Regions from separate parts of the Sus scrofa genome. Here regions 1, 2 and 4 are each linked to region 3. A link is a contact called in public HiChIP or PLAC-seq data. All regions are on one chromosome and are shown on one strand. Each heading gives the region's core, a stretch centred on a gene start, on an enhancer-like site or on the middle of the called end of the contact. The rest is flanking DNA. Distances are from core to core; before and after follow the strand shown.

Region 1 (3,582 bases), core at 195-2,694, 79 kb after region 3:
GTCACAGGATGATATGACAAGTCCTCTGACAAAGCTATGTGTTGGTTACTAGGGTAGCAAGAAGGAAGGAGTCAGCCAACAGTGAATGCTTACAGCTTGTGCTGGGACAAATGCTACCTCTGGGGTGGGCCTCTGCAGGCATCCTCACAGAAAGTGGGAGCAATGATAATAGCTGTCAGCTGAGCACTCACTGTGTGCCGGGCACTGCTCTAAGCTCTTCACATGTATCATTTAATTCTCTACCACTCTAAGGTAAGTAGTACCATTAGCTCTATTTTTATAGACCAGGGAGCTGGGGTGTAGAGCTTTAGTGATTTGCCCCGAGGTCACAAAGTCCATGAGGGGTAGGGCAGGTGAGAAGACAGTCAAGGGAAGGAGGAACAGCCTATGTGAAGGCATGGAGGAGTGAAAAGACTTGGCCTCCCAGGGTGTCAGTGTGCACTGGAATATTCAGGAAGGGAGTATGGGGAAGAGAGAATGGAGAAGTAGGAGGGCATTGGTTGTTGATGTCCTTAAAAACCAGCATATATGGGATCGTCTAACAGCTATGAAAACTCCACTGATGGAGTTCATGGCTCAGAGGTTACGAACCCAACTAGTATCCATGAGGACACAGGTTCGATCCCTGGCCTTGCTCAGTGAGCTAAGGATCTGTAGTTGCTGTGAGCTGTGGTGCAGTTTGCAGACACGGCTCTGATCCCACATTATTGTGGCTATGGTATAGGCTGGCAGTTGCAGCTCTGATTGGACCCTTAGCCTGGGAACTTCTATATGCCGCAAATGCGACCCTGAAAAGACAAAAAAATTTAAAAAAAAAACCAAAAAATAAATAAAACTACACTGATAGCTGCAAGCAGGGACTCCATCCACCACAAATGATGTTCTCCTCCACCATCAGAGATGGAGGAACTGCCAGCCTCCTCCTCCTCTCTCTCTTTTTAAGGGCTGCACCTATTTCATATGGAAGTTCTTAGGCTAGGGGTCCAATCAGAGCTGCAGCTGCCAGCCTACACCACAGCTCATGGATACTAGGTTTGTTGCCCCTGAGCCACAACGGGAACTCCCTGAGGGCTCTTCTTCTGATCCCTCCAGGATTTAAGAGATGCCAGGCCTTGCTGTACAGTGGGAAAATAAAAAAAATAAAATAAAATAAAATTAAAAAAAAAAGAGATGCCAGGTCATGGAGGAGGAGATGAAGGGGAAAAAGTCAAGTCTGAACCCTGGGTCCCAACACTGGTCACACCCCTTAGGCCCTGAGAAAGGAATGACTTCACTGTTAGTCTCTGCCCAGGCTTGAAGAAGGTGGGGAGCAAGACCAAGTCCGGGAGCTGTCCTGGCCTGCATGTCACACCCTAGTCAATTGTGGGGGGGTGGGTGGGGAGTGTCTTCCTGTGCCTCTGTTTACCTAAACATCCTTTTTAAACCAAGAGGCTTCTTCGCACGTAAAAAACGCCCTTCTTGCGCTAACCTAGGCAGAAAGTTTCCCACTGGGGCACAAGTTTACGGGTTCTAGGGTAGGTGTAGAAGTTCTCCAGGGCGGAGGCTACTGTCTTGAGATCCTTTAACCCAGGTTCTGGTCTCCAGCCCCATCTCTTAAGCACTGCCCTCCGCTTCTGCAGTGCGGCGCCTTTAAACCCTCTCGGCCTTGCCCCGCCTTTGGTCCGCCCCGTCCGAGGCGGGAGCCTGCTGAAAACCCCCGGCCCAGCCCAGGCGCTCCATTCGCGCGGCAGCCCCAGTCTTAAGTGCGCAATTCTCCTGCCTGAGTGAAAGGTGAGCTGGAGGGAGGGGGTCCGTCGGGGCGGGGGAGGGGGGATGTGCGCGGTCTCTAGGCTGCAGGAAGCCCGAGCTTGCGACCTGCTCCTGTGAGCTTGGGGACCAAGGGCTCGCAGGCAGGGGTCCGATGACTGCTCTGCCCCGCCCCGGGCTGTCAGGTCTGTCCTCAGACTCTGACCCCGCATTGTTGAGCCATGAGGTCAGGCGGTGTTGCGGGTGCATAGACGGGGCGTCTGTCTGGATCAGGGACGTGGGGACTGCGTCCCTCCCGCGGACTTCAGCTCCAGATCCGTGCTAGGGTGAGGAAAGGAGGGCGTCAGGGACTGGCCCCGAGGGACGGGGCGTACAGGGTCCCAGCGCCCACCCTGGCCCGCTCCGCGCCGCCGGGGCTTCCCGCGCGACCCTTCACTTCCTGATTCCAGGAACACGTGTGGGTGCTGCTTGCCCTCTGCGTCCCAGTCCTTTCTCTTTATTCTCCTGCAGATCTTTTTTCTAGGGACTCCGAGGCGCGGTTTGGAGCAAGGGGGCTCCGTGCGCGGGTCCCGCAGTGGCCTCCCCTTCCAGGGTTGGCGCCGGGAGTTAAAGCCCCAGTCGCCTTGAGGAGAGTCCCCTGATCTCAGACATCTGGGAGGCTGCAGCTCTGACCGCGCCCCGGGGTGCCCTGCCTGTAGGCGGTGGTGTTGGGGGAGGGTGGCGGCTTTCCCGCGCCTCCAGCCCCTACGGGAGCCGATGCCCCCACTCCTTGCCCCCTACTGCTGGGAAAGTCGGTGGTGGCCGCGGGCGGGCGGGCTGCCCAGACCACTGCGTCACCCCAGCGGCGGGCGGTGGGTGACTCATCCCAGTAACGGCCCAGGGTGTGGCGAGGGGGGCGGCTGTGGGGGCCGGACCAGCAGGACCGGAAATGGACTGCCGCCTGGCCTCCACCCCTTCACCCCGGCTCTGCAGGCCTCCTGGAGTCTCCAGGAGCCGGTACCCGTGAGATTCAGGGGGAAACGTGCTATCAGTGAGCAGAAGTGAGGATGGACTGGTGTGGAGATCCGGTGCAGGAGGCTCTCCTAGTTTTCTGACTCCAGAGCACCAGACAGAGGGCCGGTTCCCCGTTTCCAGCTTCACTCCCGAGTTCTCCTTCCTGGTCCACAGAGAAGACTTAAAACTGCAGAGGAGGCCAAGGTAGGGTGGGGCCAGCAGCAGGGCCCTACCTGCCCAGAATCCAAAGGGTCTTTGTCCAGTTGCACTTCTCCCCCCATCCCCACCCCCACCCTCACTCCACTGCCCCAGTCAATCCCTCTTTTGCCTACTGGGGACTGGCTTCCTTTTCTCCCCCCACCTCCCCTCACCCCCCATCCCCTCTCCCTCCAGGATTTTCAGGTATGGGGCTCACTTGTTCCCAGGGCATTTCATCTTCTCCTGAACTATTTCCTTAAGTCTCCCTCGCTACTCCCAAACTCGAATAACTTCCAGTCTCCTCCACCCTACTCTTAACAGCTGCTTCTTTGAGGAATCCCTTGCACCTGTCTGTACCTGGCAACTGCTCTGAAGGAGCCCCTTTCCCAAGGATCTGCCCCACCCCATGCTCAGAGCCTCTTCACCACTCCTGTGTCGAGTGGATGTTTCAGCCTGGGAGCCCCCACCCTGCCCCATTCCTGTGTTTGGTACACAGAAGCCATGGCAACAGCCGCCAAGTACCCCTCCTCCCCTGGTGCAAAGCCTGTGGCTTCCTCTTTGTGTAGTTTCAGCTTTCTCTTCTGCTCACTGACTCTTGATAGCTAGGGGAGTGCCTTGGGACAGCCCCTCAATCATAGGTCTCCC
Region 2 (3,480 bases), core at 68-2,567, 95 kb after region 3:
ATTTGTTTGTTTGTTTGTTTGTTTTTGTCTTTTTAGGGCCGCACCTAGGGCATATGGAGGTTCCAAGGCTAGGGGGTGAATCAGAGCTATAGCTGCTGCCCTACACCACAGCCACAGCAATGCCAGATCCTAGCCGCATCTGTGACCTACACCACAGCTCACAGCAACACTGGATCCTCAACCCACTGAGCAAGGCTAGGGATCAAACCTGAGTCGTTATGGATACCAGTCAGGTTCATAACTACTGAGCCACAACGGGAACTCCTAAATTGGGATTTAAACTCGTGGCAGAAGAAGTCCAAATTAATTGCTCGACCCATCATGGAGCTCCCCAGCCTAGTGGCTGACCTTGGGGAAGGGTTCAGCCTGCAGCCAGCATGCACTGTGGCTTTTCTGTGGGTGGAGACCAGGGCCACAGTGAGGAAGGGAGCGGTTAGGCTGAGGAAGAGGTACCGGAAGTTCAGCTCTGCAGCAGCCACCTCTCCAGGGCAAAGGGAGATCTGGCAGCTACAGAAAGGATCCTGCCCCTTGGGGTTTCTGTCCTCAAGGCTCCCTGACCTCCAGCAAAAAAAGCTGTCCCAACCACCGGGACAATAGCTAAGGGTTGTACTTTCACAAGTACAGCCATGCCTATTAATTCCAGGGAGCTGTGTTACCTCCCAGGAAGGCCTGAATACATTTACATCCTTGGGAGAGAAGGGAGAAACTAAAACCTAGAGACTCTAAGCGATGGGCCAGAATCATCAGATGCGTCTTCAGATGGCTCATGGTTCTCAGATGAGTCCTACCAGGCCCAGAAGGAGTTCAGCCCAAGTTCATGGTTTTGAATTGGTTCTGCATGTACTAGCATGCAGGTCACTGGATGTTGAAAATACCCACGTCATGCATCCCTGGAGATGTGCTGGCTGTAGACGCCAGGAGACACAGGATGGTTGGGATGCTCAGGCTCCATCCTGTATCTTCCCCCAATCCTGCCACCCTCTGAGCGATGTCCTCAGACTGCCAGCATTGGGATCTCCTGGGGGTGCTGGTTAGAAATGCAGATCCGCATTAGTCCTATGAGACCTATTAGGCCAAGAATCTGTGGTGGAGGGGGTGGGGGTCGTGCCTTGAATTTGCCTGTTAAATGGGCCTCCCCCATAATTCTTAGGCAGCACTGTCCTAGGAGATTCATCGAGAAGTTTCTCCAACAAGAAAACTGAGGTCTGGGCCAGCCCTGGCTGTGCCTTGAATGGGAGTTGTCCCCGCCCCACCCCCACCCAGTACTGTTTTGGTGACTGTGGCTGGGTTACCAGGGGAACCAGGCTGTGTAACTTCCTGGCTCTGGCGGTTTTCCCTTCCTTGGCCTTATCTCAGCATCCGCCACCCAGTCCAGGGCCCGTGCTGGTCACGTAGGAGGGAAAGCTGGTGCCAGGCCTGTGGAGGCGTGTCCAGGGCACCAGGGCAACGCTGGCCCTAGGGCCTGGAGTGGGCGGGATAGTGGAGATGAGATTCTGAAAAAGTAGGGGAGGCCGCAGATTTATTCATATCTTTCTCCTTGGCCTGAGGGTTATCTGCCCATTGGGAATGTGGCCCGGTAAGAAGGTTGAGGTAGTGGGGAGGTATGATCAGCCCACGTGGGGCTCCCTCTGTCACGGCTCTGGAAGTTCAGCTTCTTGAGCATGGCTCCCCCCAAGAAGGAGCACTTCCCCCATGGAGGGTGACATTGCCCTTCTAGCCTGCACCCTCTCCCTTTCCCTCCCTCCCAGCTCTGGACCCAGGGCCTCCAGCCAGCCACAGGCATTGCCTAGTACTCCCCTTTCCACTCTCACCCTAACCATCTTCCTCCCCCAGTTCCACTCCCCCCCTTACTCTTTCTTCTTGCCTCCCCAAATCTTCCTACTCCTCAAGCCCTCTCCCCCACCTCTGCCCCTTGCCTGGGTCTCTCAGGCTGTAGCAGGAAGGCCCACAGTGTAAAGAATGGGAAAGAGAGGGTTTTTGAAGAAAGCAGGAAGGCAGCAAATTCCTGGAGTAAAAGAATTCATGCATGTAAGTCGTTATTTATGTTTTAAGCCACGCTTTGTTTTAGAAAGACTTGAGGCAATTTTGAGAGTTCAAGTATTCCAGGAAGAAGGGGGTCGTGAAATAGTGTCTCGGGCATCTGTGCAACTTAAAGGATTTACAATCTGATTCCTGGTTGTGTTTACATGACCCTGAGGACAAAGACATTTGTCCCCACCCCCCTATATCCCCTTGCTCTGCGGAAAGAGAGAGGGAAGAAAACCACCAGGCACTGTGCAGAATGATTTTTTGTTGTTGTTTTTTTAGGGCCGCACCCTCGGCATATGGAGGTTCCCCAGCCAGGGGTGGAATTGGAGCTGTGGCTGCCCGCCTACACCACAGCCACAGCAACGCCAGATCCAAGCCACATCTGCAACCTACCCCACAGCTCACGGCAACACCGGATCCTTAACCCACTGAGCAAGGCCAGGGATCAAACCTGCATCCTCATGGATGCTAGTCAGATTCTTTTCTACTGAGCCACGACAGGAACTACTGCAAAATGATTTTTGAGCCCGGTCTGCTCTTTTCACAGCACCTCTCTCTTGGGCTATTATCCATCTCATAGATGAGACACGGGGCCCAGGTGGTTCGGCAGATTACTTGCGGTCTCTCAGCTCTAAGTGGCTGCGCCAGGGGCTCAAGCTGGTCTGGCTCCAAAATCAGTCACTGCTTTCCTTCTTCACTGTGCTGCCCCAGGAGAACAAGTCACCGGAGAGCTGTCCTGGAAGGAGGTGGGGCCTCAGTCCTGGAGAACTGCCAGGATGTGTGTATACAGCAAAGGAGCTCAGAGAAAAGAAGGGCAATAAATCACCACTGACCAACAACTCCATGCACCTAACACGAACTCTTCTACAGAAATGTGGAAGCTGTCGTGGTCCATGGTAGGGTTGGAAAAAATTTCCAGACTCAGAGCAAGGTGAAGAGAAAGACGAGTTTATTGAGATGAGAAATGCTGTTAGTACCTCGGGCCGACTTCCTGATGATCAGGGAGAGCCCAGTGCTCATGGGAATTGGTTGTTTATTTTTATAGCTAGAGGATAAGGGGAAGGATGGTGGGCCTCTGCTGATTGGCTGGGGTCTGAACCTTTCCTCACACTGAATAAGAGATTGGTGGGGTAAATCATTTCCTTATGGGAAGAAAGCCAGACTTGTCATGAGTGTTCGAGTTCTGTCTAGGAGCTGATATGCTGCAGCTTGAGTTCCATAGAAGCCCCATCTCTTTGGACCATTGTCCCTACGTGGCCCTGCTCCCCCGTTCCAGATGCAGCACCTCAGATCCTTGAGCTCAGAAGTGAAGGTTCCCAAATGCATTTCAGTGAGAGAGAGAAGCAGGGAATCAAAGTCTCCTTTCTTATGCTCTTAGACAGGAGACACGCTCTAGTGAGAGGCCAGACTTTTCATTTTAACCAAACAGCTCCTCTGGGTCCTATCTCCCAG
Region 3 (3,657 bases), core at 549-3,048:
CAGCAGTGACATGGCGGAGTCCTTAACTGCTAGGCTGTAAGGGAACTCCAACTCTCCATTCTTTAATAAAAATGTTTAAAACGCAAACATCTTGATTTCTAAATGAAGATGAACTTTTAATGGGAAATTTGAAGCTCTCTTATGTGTCTTCCCTTGTTGCAGATATATAGCCGGTTTTCTGGGTCGAGCCCCTCAGAACCTTATGTACTTTGCTCAAGAATCGCAGATAGGAGTTCCCGTCGTGGCGCAGTGGTTAACGAATCCGACTAGGAACCATGAGGTTGCGGGTTCGGTCCCTGCCCTTGCTCAATGGGTTAACGATCCCGAGTTGCTGTGGCTCTGGCGTAGGCCTGTGGCTACAGCTCCGATTCGACCCCTAGCCTGGGAACCTCCCTATGCCACGGGAGTGGCCCAAGAAATAGCAAAAAGACAACAACTGAAAAAAAAGATAGATTAAAAAAAAAAAAAAAAGAATCGCAGATAATGCTCATGAGGTCTCTTAATCTAATACACTTCCCATGAGAAGGAACACTGTTACATAGTGATGACAGTGGATCTCAACTCCATCACTACTTCTTCCCAAGAGTCTCCTGAAACACTCGTTTTTATAGCAAAGATGCCTTCCAGCAAGATTGACTATAAAAAGAAGTCTCTCTCCCGTTGACTTGTGTTATAAAATCAGAGATATGATCACAGAGAAAAAACATCCCAGCTGGCTTGACAAAAATGCTTAGTTAAGGGAGGAGTAGATGACGTGCTGGTTTTATTCCACGATCACATTGTAAGTTCTTCAAGAGAAGGGGGCTGGGACTCCCTTGCTGTAGCTCCTAAAGAGTTGGTACAGGACCTTAAAATGTGGTAGGCACAGTAAATGCTGACATAGGTTGGCCAGGTCTTTACAGTAGAAAGAGAATTTTGAGAAACTTTTGAAAAGAGCTGTGGAATTCTTTTTGAAAATAGAATAAGATTTTTAAAAATTAGCATATGAAGAGATAAAAAGTGCCAGAATTAGAGGGGAGGAGAGGAGCCACCCTCTCTTGGCCCTGCCTCTCTGACGTGGCCCCTTAGTGATTTGAAGACGCAATGATAAAGCCCGCGTGAGAGTCCTGAGGCGAAGACACCAAGTGACATCACCAAATCTGCACAGCTAATGATGGAAAAGACAGAACCATAATTCAGGCTTTTAACTGTACTGGAAAATTCCAAGGACTCCCTCACTGCTTTTTCCATATGACAGGAATTTCTCCTATTTAATTTATACCTGCAACTTCGTAGGGTTTAGCCACCGGTTCCCTTTTTTGCCTGTAAAAGGAATTGGCTGCAATGCCAAAATGTACCAGTAGATGTCACTATATGCCATTTTATTGTGCATATGGTCTTCAGCTGAATTTTACTTGATTTTCTTAATTCCGGGTCAGCAGACTGCTGGGAATCTTTTGATGGAGGCCGCCGGGAGTTGGAGGGTTGAAGGAGGCCGCAGGGAGTTGGAGTGATTCGGGGGCGGGGGTTGGGGGGTAGGGGGTTTGGGGATGAGATGAGATGGGATGACCGAAGAGAGAGCTATGATAATTTTAAAATCTGTTTTAATCATGATGATTTTTTTAAAAAGTTATTTGACTAGATATAAAGGGCAAAACTCTTAGTTGAAACCCTTTTTATTTTTTATTTTATTTTTTTAAGGAAAAAAACAGGCGTTTCCTAAACTGAACTCCTAGGATGAGAAGTAGAATCCAACTCATCCCATCTGGGGAACCCCCACTTTCTCTTCAATCAGCAAAGTCCTCCTCTTTGCTTCACAGGGAGGGTTTCAAATGATTAAAGTGCACGAGGCTTGAAGTTGACATGACTGGGGTTGAATTCTGGCTCTGTGGTTAGCTGTGTGATCTAGAGCATGTTACTTAACTTCTTCTGCCCTCAGTTTCTTCAACTGCGGTATAACAACACTGATCATATGCTGCCGTGAAGATGAAATGTGAAAACACAAAGATTAACTGTCATTGTTAGCTATGATTATTTCACCTGATGAAAAGTGTTTTCATAGCTAAAATCATTTGAGAACTACAGACAAGCCCAAGTTTTTGTTTTAAAAATGTGGGAACTAGGTCGGAAGAGGCTAAGGAGTTCTCTGATTGTTTCACAATGTCATAACACAATACAATTATTTATGTAAAACAAGACCTGTGGGTTCTAATCTTTTACAGGTGTATCCCTCCCTGCTTGGGGAAACTTGATATGTCACCATGTGAATTTACAAAACTGATAAACTACAAAACAATTCTTCACCTAATGATTGAACATGCCAAATAGTTCAGTTTATTTTCAAATTTATTTTTATTTTATTTGTTCTGCTTTCAAAAGTAATCCAGAACAGGTTTCAACAAACGATGTGCTTAACTAATGATGCTGTCAATGCAGGAACACATCATCTGATAAATAAATATAAATGCTTTCCCGTAAGTTTTCAGCCACAGATTTAATGCTTTGATTTAATTGCTTTGGCAGTATTTTGGTTGGGAACATTCATATTCAGTGAATAGCTATATAGGCTGCCAAGTGGAGGCTTTAGTGAAATGGGAATTCATGGATCCATGGCCTTATGGTATTGGTTGCTTTGATAATTATTATTTAAAACAAAACAAAAAAAAACTAACAAAAAATCAAGCGGCCACACCCACAGCATATGGAAGTTCCTGTGCCAGGGGTCGAGCCACTGTAGAAGCAACGCCGAGTAGTTATGTTGTGAGCCATGCCTCCAGTCCAGCTTCGATAATTATTAATTCGAAAAGTTGTGGCTCTATCCTCATGCGTAATGCAAATTGTGTTACACTTTGCTATGGAAATCCACCTTATACAACACTTAACTTCTGTTTTTCAGAATTCCTAAGATTTCAAGTAGCTATTTTTAAGGAAATGCAATTTTATTATGATAGAATCCCATTGCCACTCCATGTGCTCCAATGCCTAGAGGCAGAGAACCCTCTGGATCAAGGAACCAACAGTTCAAGGACTGGTTTGATTAGACTCATGACTGCTTTGAAGATTCCCCGTGGTGCTCAGGTTGAAGCAGAGAGGCCATTTGAATCATGGTCACTGGTCCCTTAAAAAAAATAAAAGATAAAAAAGGCAACTTGGGCTTCCCAGTTGTCTGCTGGGATCGCTGCAGCAGTTGCTGCCAACAGAGGGCGCTGCTGTCGGCGCCCAGGTGAAGAGGCCGGTTTGCGCACCTGTGCGGTGCAGGCTTCAGTCGTGGGAGGCGCGACTTGCCCACAAAGCTGGGGAATCAGTGTCTAGGGGCCATGATATTGGGGGGGGGGGGGCTCATGAAAATGTTTTCGATTTAATTTCTTTTGAGGAGTTCCCATCGTGGCACAGTGGTTAACGAATCCGACTAGGAGCCACGAGGCTAGGGGTTTGATTCCTAGCCTTGCTCAGTGGGTTAAGGATCCTGTGTTGCCATGAGCTGTGGTGTAGGTCGAAGACGCAGCTCGGATACCGCGTTGCTGTGGCTCTGGCGTAGGATGGTGGCTACAGCTCCGATTAGACCCCTAGCCTGGGAACTTCCGTATGCTGAGGGAGCAGCCCTAGAAAAGGCAAAAAGACAAAAAAAAGGAAAAAAAATTTCTTTTGAAATCAAAGTATAAAATAAATACAACAATG
Region 4 (3,658 bases), core at 626-3,125, 120 kb after region 3:
GAGGATGCAGGTTTGATCCCTGGCCTCCCTCAGTGGGTTAATGATCTGGAGTTGCTGCAAGCCGGGTTAGATTGCAGATGGGGCTCAGATTCAACTCCTAGCCTGGGAACTTCCATATGCTGCAGGTGTGGCCCTAAAAAAAAAAAAAAAAGGCTTTCCAGAGGTCTTCTCCATTAGAAGACCCCCATTCTACAGCAGTTTTCCTACTGACAAGGAGAAGAATCAAAGCATGCAATCTCACCTACAGGCATTTTGTTTGTTTTGGGTCCGAAGCTAGATTTGGAAAGGGCCTGGTTCTCCAGGCGTCGTCTTTTGGCGTTATTGCTGGGGGAGAGTCCGGAAGTTTCTCAGCCGGCAGTAGGGGGCAGAAGTGGCCTGTGGCCTGACTGAGTTGTGCCCCTTGGAAGCAGAGATGGGCACCAGGTGGCAGTAGCACTCCGGGACGGACCGGGACAGACGTGCAAAGTGAGATTCTCCAGCCAGGACGGGCTTCCACGGAGGCCACGTCCCCACGGAGGCCACGCCCCTGCCTCCACTCAGGATCGCAGATACTACGTTCTCTCTTGTGTTCAAAATTTCCTGAAACAAGTGATTTCATTTTCTTATTATCTAATTTCTTCATGGTCAGAAAATCTGCCCCCCTCACCAACCCCAGTCGTATATCTAATTTGTATTCTCCTTGCTAAATTCTAACTCACTGATTTTCACACTTCATTAGATTTAAGGGCAGGTCTTCACCAGCCATCCTTAATATGGCTTTTTTTTGGGAGGCAGGGATCAAAGTAAATGAATCATTAAAAAGGGTTAAAAATAACAAACATGGTAGATTGGATAAGACTGTAAAAAATAGTATGTTTCAAACCCACAGAGGGTTAATTATTTTTTCTTTTGTAAACCATGGAAGGAGAACCCAGAGACCCCAGATTTTCATTCCTGATGGTTTTAGGTTAGGAATGGACACCCACTAGCCACCTTCCCCACCCCTATCCCACCCCACCCCATCCACATCCCCATCTCTCTGGAAGTATCTATACACATAATAGAGAAGCCTTGTTCTCAGAAGAGCTGGTCAGTACAGAGCCCACCTGGCCACGTCCAAGGGCAGAACACCACGTTGCTTTCTCAGCACCGTGGCTGCTGTTGGTGGTCCTGCAGTCTGGCCCCCAACCAGCCTCCCCTGCTGCTGGATGTGGTGGAATCCCCAGGAGAGGGGCTACACTTGAAGTTAGGACTTACCAGCAGGAAGTGGAGTGACCAGCTTCAAACTGTCCTTCCTGACCCCACAGCCCCTGAACCAGAGCGATAGCCCCATAGTACTGCTCCGAGATAAGCATGCCATTCGGAAAACTCTCACTGCCCTGGGCTTGGACCACAAGCCAGAGACCATCCAGCTCATCACCCGGGACATGGTCCGGGAGCTCATGTGAGTACCCAGGGCATGGTGACCTTCTGCTGAGGACCTGTGCGGGAACATGGGGAAACCCACCTGGTTGCATTCTGTTAGTGCAGACCCCACCTCTTTCCTGCTCATTTCCCCCTTTTGTCTCATGGTTACCCTTCTCCATTGTGGTGTCTTTTGTTTCTCCCCACCTGTATCTATTATTGCCACTGTCCTTGATTCCCAGCTTTTTTTTCTTTCCTTTCTTCCAGCTGCTGTGTGTCCTACAGAGCTGGTAGAGGGGAGGGGCTTGGGGGTCCGCTTTGGGCCCCCATTAGTGCACTTGGTAAAGGGAAATGTCCAGATGAGTCATTTCCTTTTGGCTGCATCAGGACTCTGAAGCAAAGGGAAACTGACCAGATGCTTAATTAGCCCCATGGCTTCTTCCCAGGCTCTGAGACCAGAAGAGGAAATTCCCAAGGGCTCTTGGGTTCCTTTGGGATTAGCTCAGCACGGTTTCCTGACGAGCTGCCTCCTCAATTGGGCCCCTCCTGTGGGGTTTAGGTCCAGCTCAGCCAAGAGAAATGAGCCAACACTGTCACTCAGTGGTTTAGCTCTTGTGCTGGTGCTTCATTTGTTAAGCCGTTCTTCCTACTGTGACTCTACCTACTAAAAACTTGAATTCCCAGAAAATGCAGCCTATGTCATGGAGCTGGGGAGGCACAGCTTGGACACAACCTCAGGAGCATGGTCTGGTCAGCTCTGGCCTCAACCGGTCAGGTGTGCTCAGGGCTCCTTGGACTGATCCAGGCCTGAAAACACAGTGGAGGTGAAGTTGCTGGCGACTTGTCAGGATGGCTGAGAGCAGTGCGAGATGCAGTCTCAGATTCAGATCATTCCTGGTCATCCCAGATCCCAGGCTGTTTGGGGCCATGCCACCCAGTGAACCACAAAATCTTGGCTAAGAACTCAAGTCCACTCATTGATTCATCCACCTCCTGGACAGCTCCCCCCAGTAGTTTTATTGGATGAGGTTTCACTTCCGGCCTTGGACCATCTGTGTCTCATTGCCACGTACCTGTTAAATTGCCTCACCCAGAAGCAGCTTTATCCCCACCCCCTGCTCCATCTTTAATGTATGTCATTTGTTTGTAATCATTATAATTATCTATTGGTTTGTTGAATGCGTTGGGCGGCTGGAAAGGTCTATAGACATGTCTCTGACTATTGTAGTTCAGAGATTTTAATTAATATTTAAGGTTCAAAGCTTCTCTCTGGGCTGGATGCACAGCGATGTTTTTGTTTCTCACTGGCATCCACTCCATCCTTGTCTGGCGTCCCCTTGTCCTTTTTATGTCATCCTTGAGGAATCATCGATTTTTAAAAGTTCAGCTCAAGAGCTTTATTTTGAGTCCTCCCTCTGTGCCCAGTGCTGTGCCAGAGACGAGGCTGCCCAGGAGATTAAGACAGAGTCTGTGTCCTGAAGGAGCTTGTGATCCAGCAAAGGAAACAGATTGCTTTTTGTTTTCGTTTTGAAACAATAATATTTATTTATTTATTTATTTTAAGTTTTATTGAAGAATAATTTACAAGGCTGTGAAAAATTTCTGCTGTACAACAAAGTGACCCAGTCATGCATATATACATATCTATTCTCTCTCAGATTCTTTTTCCACATAGGTTATCACAGAATACTGGGTAGAGCTCTCTGCGCTATGTAGCAGGTTCCCCCTGGCAATTGTTCCGTATACCCCAGTGTGCATATGCTAATCGAAAACCCCCTCTCCATCACCCCCACCCCCCAACCCGTCCACTTTGGAAACCATAACTTTTTCTTTTTTCTTTTCTTTTTTTTGTCTTTTGTCTTTTTTAGGGCCACACCCCGGCATATGGAGGGTCCTAGGCTCGGGGTCTAATCAGAGCTACAGCTGCCGGCCTACACCAGAGCCACATCAACGCCAGATCCGAGCCCCACGTCTGTGACCTACACCACAACCACAGCTCATGGCAACGCCGGATCCTTAACCCACTGAGCGAGGCCAGGGATTGAACCCACAACCTCATGGTTCCTAGTCAGATTTGTTTCCACTGCACCACAATGGGAACTCCTCTTTTTTTCTTTCTTTCTTTTTTTCTTTTCTTTTTCTTTTTTTTTTTTTTTTGGCTTTTTAGGGCTGCACATGCAGCATTTGGAGGTTCCCAGGCTAGGGGTTGAATTGGAGCTGACACAGCAACACCACATCCCAGCTGCGTCTGTGACCTACACCATAGCTCATGGCA

Evidence for each region. HiChIP or PLAC-seq counts read pairs in DNA pulled down with a chosen protein or histone mark.
Region 1: a contact with region 3 is called in an H3K27ac HiChIP or PLAC-seq map of alveolar macrophages. The contact joins the promoter of TAGLN2 here to the enhancer-like site in region 3. A contact is called at or near these places in 1 of 5 promoter capture datasets (liver), 22 of 47 Hi-C or Micro-C datasets (alveolar macrophages, blood, brain and 13 more) and 2 of 2 datasets of contacts at active chromatin or transcription factors (alveolar macrophages and skeletal muscle).
Region 2: an H3K27ac HiChIP or PLAC-seq map of alveolar macrophages shows a contact between it and region 3. The contact joins two enhancer-like sites. A contact is called at or near these places in 4 of 47 Hi-C or Micro-C datasets (embryonic fibroblasts, mesenteric adipose tissue, retroperitoneal adipose tissue and 1 more) and 1 of 2 datasets of contacts at active chromatin or transcription factors (alveolar macrophages).
Region 4: a contact with region 3 is called in an H3K27ac HiChIP or PLAC-seq map of alveolar macrophages. The contact joins two enhancer-like sites. A contact is called at or near these places in 12 of 47 Hi-C or Micro-C datasets (alveolar macrophages, blood, embryonic fibroblasts and 7 more) and 1 of 2 datasets of contacts at active chromatin or transcription factors (alveolar macrophages).

Annotation. Positions count from the first base shown.
Region 1 is chr4:90,564,828-90,568,409 of Sscrofa11.1, forward strand. It overlaps TAGLN2 (transgelin-2), which reads left to right and starts at 1,445. Exons shown (of 5, transcript XM_003125672.5): 1 at 1,445-1,770.
Region 2 is chr4:90,581,809-90,585,288 of Sscrofa11.1, forward strand. No RefSeq gene overlaps it. Among named protein-coding and RNA genes, the nearest start is that of CFAP45, 10 kb to the right of the region's middle. Within about 2 kb of position 1,318, at least 63 of the 83 cell types and tissues checked have an H3K27ac peak or open chromatin away from gene starts, as enhancers often do. A contact at or near this core is called in alveolar macrophages, where this site is marked.
Region 3 is chr4:90,485,838-90,489,494 of Sscrofa11.1, forward strand. No RefSeq gene overlaps it. Among named protein-coding and RNA genes, the nearest start is that of PIGM, 26 kb to the left of the region's middle. Within about 2 kb of position 1,799, at least 2 of the 83 cell types and tissues checked have an H3K27ac peak or open chromatin away from gene starts, as enhancers often do. A contact at or near this core is called in alveolar macrophages, where this site is marked.
Region 4 is chr4:90,602,671-90,606,328 of Sscrofa11.1, forward strand. It overlaps CFAP45 (cilia- and flagella-associated protein 45), which reads left to right. Exons shown (of 12, transcript XM_021089586.1): 3 at 1,287-1,423. Among named protein-coding and RNA genes, the nearest start is that of CFAP45, 11 kb to the left of the region's middle. Within about 2 kb of position 1,876, at least 20 of the 83 cell types and tissues checked have an H3K27ac peak or open chromatin away from gene starts, as enhancers often do. A contact at or near this core is called in alveolar macrophages, where this site is marked.